2 separate regions of the Mus musculus genome follow, and region 2 is linked to region 1. A link is a contact called in public promoter capture Hi-C data. All regions are on one chromosome and are shown on one strand. The core of a region is the stretch at or near the end of the contact, and the rest is flanking DNA. Distances in the headings are between cores, read along the strand shown. Region 1 holds the start of Pcgf3 (polycomb group ring finger 3). Region 2 holds the start of Fgfrl1 (fibroblast growth factor receptor-like 1).

Region 1 (6,481 bases), core at 2,817-5,316:
GCACCTCCAGCAAGTACTGCTCCTATCAGCAAGTGGGAGTTTGCTCGATTCAGTGGGTAGTCTACAACAACAAAAGTGGCTTGTGCTTATTACTACCCCTTCCCTATCCTTTTGGCTACGAGAGAAGGTATGTGGCAGAGAAAAGAATGTTTTCTTATTTTTTAAAGGGTTCATCTATCTTTGTGATTGACTAATTAGTTTGTTTTTTTGAAGCAGGGTCACACTATGTTACCCAGGCTGGTCTCTAATTTCTGAGCTCTAATGATCTTGTTTCAGCCTCTCGAGCAATAGCAAGGATTATGGGCCTATATTACTATGTCTAGCTAAATTTTATGATAATCAACTCACAGAACTAATGAATAGTTCCAGTTTTTGAAGCATAATGTACTTGCAGCATCCTTCCATTATGAGCAGTGAGATTGTGAGGGTAACAACAGACAACAGGAAACTGACCTTCAACCTCAATGTATTTCCTAAGTAAAAAAAAATTACATCTTCAACTTTAAATCCAATTTTGAACATCAAACAAACAAGGCAGCAAACCATAAAAGGTAATTAAAGAATAACACAGACCCAAACAAATCTTGTTTTAAAACACAAATGATTCTAGTGAGTGTGACCTTGCAAACCTGAGGTGGAACCTCCCAAAGTCCAGCAATGACAGGGAAGTGGCCATCAGGGACAAGAGTATCCAGAACGACCTTGGATAAGTACTCTGATTAGTATTCCACCCCTACCCCAGACCTGGGCTGGGAGAAAGGGCTCCTGTCTGCAGGTCTCTGAGCATAGTATTCCCACAAGGAACAGAAATCCCAACTTTTTCAGAACCTCACATCTTACTATTTTGAAAGTCACTTATAACCTAGTGCATGAGACCTAATGTATCAGAAAAGACACTTTCTCCATATTATTTAAGATGGTTAAGAAAATCTAGAGGGTTGGCTTATAATTTCTTTCAGAATAACTTGCCAAGGCTCTGAGAATACTGGAAAACCCTCACTCAGAGGTTAGATGCTATGCTCCTATATCCACCCCACTTTATCCACAGGGGTCTGCTTGCCAGAGCATTCCAAATAGTAAGTTAACTACCAGGAACCTTTTCTTTTATAGCAGATGCCTCTTAAATGGTATACATGCATGCATTACAATCATCTGAACTTTTATAGTAACATCAAAGGAACCTTATATACCTTATTTAGAGGCCTTATTCTAACACACCATTCTACATACAACAATTTTCTGAGATAGAATCTAACTCTATAGGCCAAATCGGTCTGGAATTCACTACTGTAGTGCAGGTTTGCTTCAAACTCAAACTCACTGAAACTGTCTCAGCTCCCAAGAGCTGGGATTACAGTTGTGAGAGATCATGTTTGCATCTACACATAACTCTTAATTTGTTTATGAAATTTTCTAGGGTATGGGCCACATGATACTTAAAACTTGCTAAGTGCCTGGCTGACAGCAATACTGCAGAGCCTGATCCACCTTCTACTGACCTAACTAGTACCCTGACCAAGGAACCTGGCCAGGAAACCTGAAAAGTCAGGCCTGGGCTCGTCACCTTCTAGCAGAACCAATATCTTAGGTATCTTAGGGCACTACATTCTAAGGTAGCTTGTTATATAGCAACATATAAATAATATAACCCTTCAATACCATTCTATGTTCAGAAATCCAAGCATAGGAAATTGAAGATCACCATCAAACCTAAACAAATGCTCAGTTCTTGTCTAACATTTCACACAGCAAAATACAATAAAGGGCACAGCAAAGAAAAAAATCAGAGGTAAGCGCTCGGTACAAGATTCCCAAGTGTGAGGACACTTGGCAAATAACAACTTTCCACTTTGAACACAACTCAGTTGACACCCATGCTAAGAAACCTAGACTTGTTTTTCCCTGAGAAACCAAACCGTGATGTGGCTCAAAATGAAACATAGAACTGGCCAGCTCAAATATCTCTTAGGAATCCAAACAGCCCAGAGTTTGCTCTCACCCTGTCTCCAGCACTTTTAAGTGCAGCCTGACAGAGCAGAACTTCCACAGAGCAACACAGCCATTGTTGACCACCCAGGTCTGTGTGGGAGCTAGGCCACTCTAGAATGCCTTGCTTTCTTATCTTGAAACATATCAGGTTTTCAGTGAACATCTCAGTACCTGCCCTAGTGTCTCCCACAACAGTAAAAACACATCTCACTTTTCCACAAATATTGTGTTCTCCATGACAGACTGGCTGGGAAGATTTCAGAGAAACAAAAACTCTTTCCTTTCTAGGAGAGAAACAGGAGTGTGGGTGCTAGGTGTTCATCTATTCAAAAGGCCCTCAGTCCTCTCTGCTCACTGCCCTCACCTTCCTACCTATTCCTGGAAGGCCTCCTCCCCACTGGACACCTAGCCTCTAGCCTCTCTACACCACACCCTCAAGACCTGCTGGGAGAGGAGGAAGGAGGGTGAAGGTACAGCCACTGACCTGGGGTCAAGACTAGGGAAAGGCACAGTCCTGTAGGAGCTGGGGAGACCAGACGAAAGGCAACTTGGAGGCTTGGGGCATGAAGCAGCAAGCACAGGGCATGCCCTTGATACCTGAGTCCTTGGAGCCCAGCTGAGCTCCAACTTTGCCTTGCAACTGTGCTGAGAGCCTCACCCACTCTGTAACATCAAGAAGCTAGGGGACCTGTGGGGAGTGTAAGCACTTCATAGCAAAGGTTCCCTGTGGCTGGGCTGATCGAAACCTCCCAATGCCTAGTAGTCTTTTCAGCAGAGTTCGGGGGTCAATTACTAGAGTCCTAGGCCCTCCCTGCCTTAAAGTTCCAACTATTATCTAAGTAATCCCTGAGGACCATCCTCACGGTTCAGCTCCAAGGCTTTCATTTTAAAGGGACCCACCTTTGGTCCTGTTTGTCCTGAAGCCTATCTATATTCTGAACTCTCCTCACAGTTCACCCTCAGGGCCTCAAACTGCTCAAAGGACTGCCACAGTGGTCCAGATTCCTTTGAGCCAGCCTTGATTTCCCAGCTCTCTACAGCCGATTTGTCCCTGGGAGATCTGACCTTCCTATGGCCTTGTCCCAGCACCCTGGCCCTCTGTGGGGTGGTCTCAGGGTCTTAACCCTCCTCTGTAATCTATCATTAGTTGGCCCATCTAAGTGATTCTGCCATTTTCTAAGTCCTGCCAGGTCCTGGGAGCCATTCTTCCTCAATGACCTTTTCTAGACTCTTGTCAGGTCTCTAATACTGACCCTCCCCCAAGTGTCCATTCCAAGAGTCGGGGCTCCACCTGTCCTGGGGTCCCAGAACTATGGGAGAGCTGCCCAGTCCTAAGGACTGTTCAGTGAGTAGCCCTCAGTAATTCTGGCCTGGTCCTGGGTCCTGCCTGGTCTGCGGTCCTGATCCCCCTGGATCCAGCCTGGCCCAGACTCCTGTTCTTCCGGGGTCCTGTTCTCTGGAATCGTGCCTGGTGCCAGGTCTAGCCGGACTGAGCTCCTTGTCTTCCCTAGGTCCTGTTTTCTCGGGGTCCAGACTGCTCGGAATCCACCTCGGCTGCTGTTCTGCCTGGTCTAGGATTCTGCCCACCCCGGTCTAGCCTGGTCAAGGGTCCAGCCTTGTGCAGGCTCTTCCCCGGGTTCTGTCTGGTCCAAGGTCCCTGTCCTCCCTGGGTCCAGATTGTTCCGGGATCCAGCATGGCCCTGGGTTCTGCCCTCCCGGGGTCCAGACCTGCGAGAAGTCCTGGCCTTCTCGCAGGCTTTTAGGGTCCCGCCTCCCGGGCCTGCCGGGGGCGCTGGGCTCGCAGCCTTCTGCCGCCCATGGGCCGAGGCCCGCGGCCTGAGGAGCGGGCGCGCGGGCCAGGCCAGGCGGGGCGGGCTCACTGACCTGCGTCTCGGGCGGCGGGCGAGCGGGCGCACGCGGGGGCTCGCCGGGAGGGGGAGGGGGCGCCGCTCCCTCTGGGTCCCCCCCAAGAGGAGGAGAAAAAAGCCGTGCAGAGTTTAAAACAAAGAGGCGGAAATGCCCGAACCCAGCCGAGTGCGGAGTCGGGGGCGCCGCGGCTGGAGCATGCGCAGTGTGTGGCTCAGCTCCCACCTCGCAAACGAGAGAGGCGGGGCCTCTGAAAGGCGGAGCCTATAGGGGTGGGGTGCAGGAGGGGCCAGAGAGCGCAGGCGCGTGCAGGCAGCAATTGACTCAGGAAGCTGGCTCGGCGAGACAGGCAGGGTGGAGCTCGGGGGTGTGGTCACAGGTGAGAGGTGGGTCAGGAGGCGTGGTCAGAAGCACTACCTGGAGAAACTCCGCCGGGTTGTTCAGGACGCGCGCTGACAGGCAACTGCATGAGTTAGGAACGAAACCGGAGTATCTAGACCACGGGTTTCCTACCCCCATAAACCTTCTGCTTACATTTTTGTCCTTTCTTGGAATCACTGTGGACACAGAGAGACCCTTATGCTGGCCTTTCGGACCGTGGAAACCCACAATTTGTCCGTTGTCCACTGTGCATTGTGACTGGCAGAGGGCATAAACTGAGAAAAGAAAGTCTGTTCTTGTTTGTTTGTTTGTTTGTTTGTTTACTTGTATTTTCGAGAAAGGGTTTCTCTGTGTTGCCCTGACTGGTCTCGAACTAACATAGATCCGCCTGCCTCTGCCTCCCAAGTGTTGGGACTAAAGGAATGCCCTACCATGCTGGACTGGAAGTCTGTTCTTAGGAAACAAAGTGGTTGTGGCAGCTGTATGCTAGACAGGCGGTGGGACAAGGAAGCAGCAAGGTGGCCAACCAGCAGGTGTTTGGGAGAAGGGGCATGCAAAGAATGAGGTTGAAAGGGGTTATCGCCTTTAATCCCAGCATTTGGGAGGCAGAGGCAGGTGGATTACTGAGTTCGAGGCCAGCCTGGTCTACAAAGCGAGTTCCAGGACAGCCAGGGCTACACAGAGAAACCCTGTCTCAGAGAAAGAAAGAAAGAAAGAAAGAAAGAAAGAAAGAAAGAAAGAAAGAAAGAAAGAAAGAAAGAAAGAAAGAAAGAAAGGAAAACAGAATAGGCACCCAGGAAGGCAAATATACTCTACTGAAGCCTGGCAGCCTTTGTATCACAGAGAGACTACTGATGGGGGAGAAGGTTGAGGGAGAGTCCTAGAATAATGGAGGATCTGGTGTTGGTATTAGAGGTAGCAAAGAGGTACTGTTGAGAAGACCATGAGCAGGCCTGGACTTAGGGCACAGATCTCAGGAAGTCATCTAGCTTGACAGACAGCTAGACCCTTAAACCACTTGTCTTCACATGGGCTTGTCATGCCTTAGGTAAGACCATATTCAGATGTCATTCTAGGTCCAGGATTCAGACCTTGCTTCTGTGTCTATCAGGGATACCTTCAGGGAACTCTCGCTTTACACAACCTCTGGTTTCTCCTGAAAGTTGTTGCCCACTTTAGGCCCCCACCTTCCAGCGCTGAAGTCTTCCTCTAACTAACAGCTGACACATTAGAATCCAGCTATGTGTCCCTTCCCCAATCCTAACCCTGTATCCCTAGGTGAGCAGATAGCTTTCAACTAGTATCCTTGTGTTTTGTCCTTGCTCCCTGACTACTTTCAGCACAAAATAGTGGCTTTTATAAAGCATTAATTGGGGGGAAATTCCCTGCTCAAAACCCACCCAGTGGCTTTACCTAGGACAGAAACCAGATTTCTGGAGACTAGAAGAGACCTGAAATCATGTGACTGTCTTGATACTAAGTTCACAGGTACATGTATATATTTTTGTTCAGCCAAGCAAATGAAGAAACCTGAAATTATGGTGCTCAGTTTGATGATAGGGGAGGGAATGCCTTCTTCCTTACTTCTGTCTCCAGCTAGCCTCTCTGGGGTACTTGGTAAACCCTCTGTTCTCTGTAATGATGGTCTTCACATCACCCACCCACCTAGGCTGCTGTCTTAACCCAGAACAGAGTGAACTGACCCTATATCTCTTTTTAAAAAAAACATTTCAAAAGATTATCTTTATTTTAATTGTATGGGTGTTTTTGCCTGCATGCATGTCTGTATACCACATGTGTGCAGTTTCCTTGGAGGCTAAAATAGAGTATTGGATCCCCTAAAACTGAGTTAAAGACAATTGTTTTTAGCTGCCATGTGGAAATGAAACCCAGATTAGTGTGCTCTTAACTGCTGAGCCGTCTCTCTAACTCTATGATTCTACATCTAAGCAAGTTCTCTCTTAAGCCTGTCAGCTTTGCCCTGCCTTCCAACAAATGTTGGACCCAGGGCTCCAAGACATTTGGAACTAAATTCAAGGTCTGTTATGACCTCTGTGACCCCTGCAGTATTTAACTTAGCTATGTTCTCCTCTTGGGTTGCTCTCTTACCCCTAGCTGTCTTGAAAGAATCCTATAGCACCTGGGTACAGTGTGTGAGGCCGCCAATTGCAGAGAAAAGAGTAAAACTCCTCCCAGGTCCTGTCTTGTGGTTAGTTCCTCCTACTCCTTGTTGTTGTTCTTGTGC
Region 2 (6,481 bases), core at 1,617-4,116, 230 kb before region 1:
GACAGAGAAGACTCCTAAGCTGGCTGCTCAGAGGCTGGTCCCAGAGGTGGCACTTCACTTCTAGACTTATCTTTGAGAATGGTATTCTGTTCTGAAACTTACATTCTAACTGTGAGAAACGGGATGGACTAAACCAAACCTTGTCTTTTTTTCAAAGGGGGTGGGTGGAAGTATCTTAGGGCAAATTCACTGCATTGTGAAACTTTGGGCAAAGGGGAACTTTTAAAATATGATCCCAATCTAGAGATGTACAGATTCCAAAAACTGTGACACCCCAGGGAAATAGCTTTCAAAACAGCCCAAACTCTACACGCAGTTCTTTGGCCCAATTTAAGGTCAAAATTGGGCCTACTCACGAAGAACCACTGGAGAAGGAATGCATTTGGAATAGCTTAGCCCCTCCAGTCCAGATTGTGCCTGAAGGGAGAAGTCAGCATAACTCAGGAAACGCCATTCTTCCACCCCAACCACAGGGCCCTTGCCCTTGGAAGGCAGATCTTTCCAGCTTCCTAGTGCTGGCCAAAGGCCTTCACTAGCACAGCCAGGGTCAGATACAAGGCACAGTCCCAGGACTGTGGCCAAGGGAGACAAAGGCAGAAACAGTGGACCCTCTAGGACCGTCACCAAAAGGTAGTGCTGCTGCCCACTGCCACCCATCAATCTGCCTGAAGCTCCAGCCAGTGATCATGGCAGGGCAGGAGCCTTCAGAGCCTCCTTTGCTGAGCAGCCAAAGAAGAGGCAGGTGCAGGGATGGGGTGTATCCAAACAGATAAAAGACCAATCATAGACTGGGCCACCAGTTGGGGGGGGGGGGAGGGTGAAGAGACAACTCACCCAGCATGGCCCAAGTGCCTACATGCCCAGGACACTGTCCAGCCCAGCTGTGCCTGGACAGCCCCCACCCTCCAGCCAGCCAGTCCCCAAGCAGAAGAAGGGGGGTTATAGTGGCATAAGGCCCACCTGGGCCGCCACCCGCCGCCCAACACCAAACGTGGCCATATAAGGCCAGGTTGGGCTCAGTGCGCCCGCGCTAGTGGCGGGGGGAGGAGATGCGAAGCCTCAGAGGACTGGTGGACAGAGCAAGGACAGTCCTGAGTGGCCAACACACCCAAAGGGCCCGCCTGGCCATCAGTCCTGCCTAACCATAGGGGAGCCCAGCACTGTGCCCCGTGACACTGGAACACAGTGGCCAAAAATCTACGGGCATGTATCACCCATCAGCTCTGGGTGCCCTCTGCCAGGGCTAGGTCTAGGGCAGAGCTCCCCAGAAGACGAGTGATGTAGCCAAGCCATAGTGTGGTGTATCCTGCAACAACATAGTGTGTGACCCTGTGGTCTAAGATCTTCCACCTTTACTGTAGTGATGTTCTGTGCTCTGGGGACTCCCAGATGGTAGACTATGCTACCTGTAATTGATAAGCAAGCCAAGGGTCCAGAGCTGGGTCAGCTGAGGGCTGGATCAGAGCGAGCTCCAATCACCAAGATATCACCAATGTTCTCTATATTCAGCTAGGCACTGTGTGAGTCTCTGCAAGTTCCCAGGGACCCAATTAGGTTTTCTGCTCCCACAAAGAGTCCACTCCCCAAGAATCTGGGGGAGGGGTGACAACCACCTGCTCTCCATCTAGATATGCACCTGAAAGTGTGTTTATGCAAGATTATGAGGCTGTCCTGGAAAGGACCTAGGCAAGGCCAACAGTCAAATGATTCTGGGGCCCTTTACATGAGGTGTCAGCCAAAGAGGGTGAGCTGGGGGTATCTGATTGTGACTAGGTAACCCCAAGAGTGAGGTAGAGGCATGTAAAACCGACAGTACTTCAGGTTAAGGATGGGGGTTGGGGGGAGGATCTGCTGCGATGGAGCAGACAGGGAGGGGAGGAGTGTGCCAGGCGGGCACTGTGTGGCAGAGTTCAGGGCTGGTGGGAAAGGGGCGGCGCTGCAGAGGCCAAAGCGCCAGACTGGGCGCCAGGACTCACCTCGCGCCGCCTCAGCCGACGGGAGGGCCCCCAATAGCAGCAGCAGCAGCGCGGGGCTCCGCGTCATCTCGCCGGTCGGACCTGAAGCAGGGGCGCGGTCACTGGGAGCTGGACTGGACGCCACTCAGGGCTCAGGCCCGCAAGACCCAGGTCGCGGCCGCAGAGCCAGGGTCCGGCCCCCCTCGGCGCCGAGCTCCAGGCAAAGGAAGCGAGGCGCGTAGACGCTGAGCGTATCAAAGGCAGACAAAGGGTTTACACTAATTACCAGCCGCCCCCGCCGCCCCCTTTCCAAACACCGTCTGGATTCCTGGCGCTTGTAACTCGGGCCCTGCCCGCGGGACACACAACACCGAGCGGCCCCGCAGATAATCGCCTGCGCCATTAGCGGACAAATTTGCGCTGGGGGGCCCACGTGGGGCTCAAGGGGGGGCGGGGCGCGGGGCAGGGCCGCGGGCCCCACAGGAGCAGCTACGGCGCGAGCCCGGCTCCCGCCCCGCACAGTGATCGCGGCCCTGCCCTTCGCGCCCCGCACTCTAACCCATTCCAGCCCTCCCTCCGGGGGTCGCGGACGTACAGCCCGGCTCACCTCGACAGGGATCAGCGCGGGGGCGCGCAGCAGGCAACGGGGTCAGAGCCGGGCCCCTGAGCAGCGCGACGCGGTCATCGCTGCCCCGGGCGCCGCATCCCGCCCCCCGCGCCCCCGGGCCCGGCCTGGGCGGGGCGGCGCTACCTGGGCGCTGGCGGCTGGGGCCGGGCTGGGGCGCGGGGCGCGCTGTCCGCGCGGATAAACGGCGAGGCTTGGCGAGGGCGGGGAAGAGGGGCGGCGGGGCGAGGGGCCCGGGGCGCCGCGCCGCGAGGCGTCCTTCCCTGCGGGGCTTTGTCAACTCTCCCGGAGCGAGCGCGGAGCAGCCCTGAGCTCCGCCCCGCACAACTTCCGGCCAATCTGCGAGCCCCAGTCCGCCCCGTTCCCCGCCCCTCCCCGAAACTTTGCTCCAATCCGCACACGTGCCCGCCAGGCTCGCTGCTTAACCCTCGCAGTGCTTCTGCCCTTCAGGCTGGCGGCTCCCCGGAGCGCGCCCAGTCGGCCCTGCCTCGCCGCGCCCCCGCCCCTGGGCTCTGGGAACGCGCGGTCCCGCTAGCCTGAAGACCAGCTGATGGCCGCGGAGCCCACTCGGTATCTGCACCAGCTAGGCCCCTGGCCCCCAGAGCTGGCCGTTACTGCACTGTCTCTACTCCCGGCTTTAAACAGGAGGAAGGGAGCTGAACGGAACCTTCGAGCTTTTGTGAGTAGAGAGGCCGCTGTGCTGCTCTGGTTTGAGGGCGGGGGGTGGGGGGGTGGGGGTGGGGGGGTAAGGTGCGGGGGGGGGGGGGGAGATGGCGCAGATCTCCAGTGCTGGAGTCCAACGAAGCCCTGACTTGAGCATCTAGTTGTACCTAGGACCTTAGGAAGGCTGAGAGGGTCCTACAGCCCACCTGGATACTTCTCTGCACCTCACCTGCTTTGTGATAGTAATCAACACACCCTTTTGTCTTTGCTACTTAGCAAGTGTCTTGCTGTACCCCTGCACCCATCAAACAGAAAGACTGGTGAGTTTCCCAAACCTCACTAGCTCCCTTCAGCAGCATCCTGATCCATCCCCCGCGATCTCTCCAGACAGCTTCCTGCCTACCCTCACTCACCAGAGCCAAAATTCATCAAAACATGAGTCTTGCCAGTTTTCTCAACATAAATCCCATAATTTTTGACGCCCCGGTAGTGCCTCCCAAGAGACCACTCCTAAGCTCCGCTTTCAAGGACCCTGATCCAAACAACTTTTCTTCTCTAAGCTAAGAAGCACCCCCTCTTTCCGGAAGCCTGTCAGAGAAAAATGAAACCGAGGAATAGCCTAGTGTTCCTAGCCCCAAATTCTGTTTCTGGGCTAGTGTGGGCAAATGGAGGTGAACCTTGTCTCCTCTGCATGAAGGTCCAAGTACCCATCTCAACTGCAACGCTGTGTCTCAGAAGCAGCCCATGGAACTTTCTCTGGGCTACCAGAGAATTTGGGCTAGTACTGGGGTCACAGAAAGCATTTAAAACAGACAGAGTGGGTCCTGACTAGTCTGAGTAGGTCCTGGCTCCACAGAAAGTTTTGTGAGGAGATGCCACCGAAGCATGTAGTGCAACAACATTGTGTTGCTGCCAACCAAGAGCAGTTGTGTGTGGAGGTGGCTCTGTAGTGTGGGGAGGTTAAAAGCAAATGAGCCCAATGGGCAGAAAAAGGTAGGCAATGGATTGAAGTTAGACGGGAAGGTGCAGAGACCACAGGTGAGTGAGGCTTGTTCAAAGACAGGTGTGTCAGTACAGGTGTGCCAGGAAGGGAGAAACACTACTCTATGCTTCCCTTCTGCCTGGCCACTAGGCCCTAAACCCCTGGTCACCACCTCCAGCCTCCTTCACCTTATATGTTCCCTGCTGAAGAGACCGCCGCCCCCCCCCCCCCAGCCCCCAGCCCCCAGCCCCCGCACCTGTTCCCTGTGGCCCACCTGCCCAGGTTCTCCACTCCTTACCCCTGCCCGGTGAAAGAACACGCTGCCCCCTGGCGGAGGTGATAGGTTAGGCAGCTATGGAGGGAATTTACCACCCCAGCCCCGCCCCGCCCCTCCACGTCCTGCCCGGTGCTCACAGGGTATCCACTCCTGCTGTCCGGAAACCGCTGCGCAGCTTTGGAACCTGGCTAGGCTCGCCTCACTGCTCTTTGGAACCCGAAACCGGAGTTGCAAGCCCTGCCCCTTTAAAAGTGAAACCTAGGCCGTTGGCCATTCCCTGTCCATTCGACAATCCCACTCCAGAGCATCACAAGTTTGTTTGCAGCATCTGCCAGCAGAGGTAAACTCTGCGGTTCCTAATTCTCTGTGATCCTCATTCTCTGAGCCCTGGTAAGACCAGGCTCTGTGATGGTCTGGAAGTGCGGCTGAACAAGGTAGACAATCAACCGTACTGAGGATAGCTCAGGATCAGCTGCAGAGGCTGAAAAGTGCATATGCCGCTAAAGAGACCTGCAGAAAACTGAACTGTAGTAAGGATTAGATTTGTACTCTCACCTGAAATAATTAACAGTGACAAATATGTGTGGAAGCCACTGAAGACATGAGACAGGCACTTCTCGGGAGATGGCTGCCAACAACTGTCCTCAACAGCCCAAGGCAGAGCCCAGGTGAGATGCAAGTTAGAGGGCAAGAGGACAAAAATCCACTGATTTCCAGAGACTTAAGAAGAGAACCCCATCCAGCACCGAGGGCCTCCAGAAAGGACAGAGAAAACAAGCGTGGAAAATTCTAGAACAGGAAACACTGCGTTCAGTCAGACAGTGTCCACAGCCCAAGTCAGACCCCGAAGTTCAAGTGCAGTTGCTAGAATCTAAAAATAAGCTTTCCTCAGTTGAAGTGGGGGAGACTCACCCAGACCAAGTAGTTCTGCCCCTTCCTGATGATGTGTGAAAATGAGACCCAGAGGATCCCCCAGCTTCCAAGTGACCCAGCCATATCCCAGAAGCATGTGCAGAAATAGAAATATTCAGCATAATTCCAGATGTCCAGGAAAAGAAATGTGGAGTTATAGCTCAGATGGGGAAGGTGGACAGAAGCAACAGGTAGCAGACTTAGAAAGTAGAAACATCACATGTTTTCGGTGATTATTTCTGTTGCAGAAAGCCAGGAGTGGCCAGTCACCCCAGTACTCAGGAGACTGAGGCTGAGGGTTCATGAGTTACATAGGACAACCTGGACTGTAGAGGGAGCCTGTGAGTATGGAAGATGGGGTGCTACAAAGAAAATGGAGACGTTGAATACAATCATGGGAGAAAAATATCTTGCAACTACAAATCTAATTTCGTTTTTTTTTTTAAGTATTTATTTATTTTATGTCTATGAGTACACTGTAGCTGTCATCAGACATACCAGAAGAGGGCATCGGATCCCATTACAGATGGTTGTGAGCCACCATGTGGTTGCTGGGAATTGAACTCAGGACCTCTGAAAGAGCAGTCAGTGCTCTTAACCACTGAGCCATCTCTCCAGCCCCACAAATCTAATTTCTATGTATGGAATTAAGCTCTTGAAATTAAGATGGTGGATAATTGTCAAAGCAAGGGTTGCTGGGCTTGAATGCAACAGAACTGTGCAAAGAAAGCACAGGAAGATGGCTGGGTGGAGTGACCATACCCCACACATATGAAAATTTAAAACATGCAATCGCAATAGCACAAACTCTGCAGACAATGGAAATAGAATGTAATTATTTTCTGCTTATGAAGTAATATGAATTGAAGCTAGACTGCAAACAGGCTAAAAGGCTTAGCAGGAAGCAGAGTTTGATGTCATTCTTGTCCTAACAACTCCAGTGTCTACACCAAAAGAATGGCTGGGGAATCAGAGTTCAGACTGGGGTCTGGGCAATATAGAAATACCCCATCTGGGCTGGTGAGATGGCTCAGTGGGTAAGAGCACCCGACTGCTCTTCCGAAGGT

Evidence for each region. Capture Hi-C pulls out chosen DNA fragments and counts their contacts.
Region 2: a contact with region 1 is called in a promoter capture Hi-C map of liver, with 3 times the contacts expected there. The contact joins the promoter of Fgfrl1 here to the promoter of Pcgf3 in region 1. A contact is called at or near these places in 3 of 39 promoter capture datasets (embryonic stem cells, neural stem cells and pre-B cells), 6 of 484 Hi-C or Micro-C datasets (CD4 T cells, embryonic stem cells, muscle stem cells and 1 more), 7 of 115 datasets of contacts at active chromatin or transcription factors (double positive thymocytes, embryonic stem cells, fetal liver and 2 more) and 3 of 9 other capture datasets (adipose tissue, embryonic stem cells and liver).

Annotation. Positions count from the first base shown.
Region 1 is chr5:108,458,844-108,465,324 of GRCm38.p6, reverse strand. It overlaps Pcgf3 (polycomb group ring finger 3), which reads right to left and starts at 4,066. Exons shown (of 11, transcript NM_172716.5): 1 at 3,874-4,066.
Region 2 is chr5:108,690,614-108,697,094 of GRCm38.p6, reverse strand. Fgfrl1 (fibroblast growth factor receptor-like 1) reads right to left here and starts at 2,866. Exons shown (of 7, transcript NM_054071.2): 1 at 2,563-2,866; 2 at 1,977-2,200. The coding sequence starts at 2,043. It overlaps Gm42151 (predicted gene, 42151), which reads left to right and starts at 3,029. Exons shown (of 2, transcript NR_168910.1): 1 at 3,029-3,259.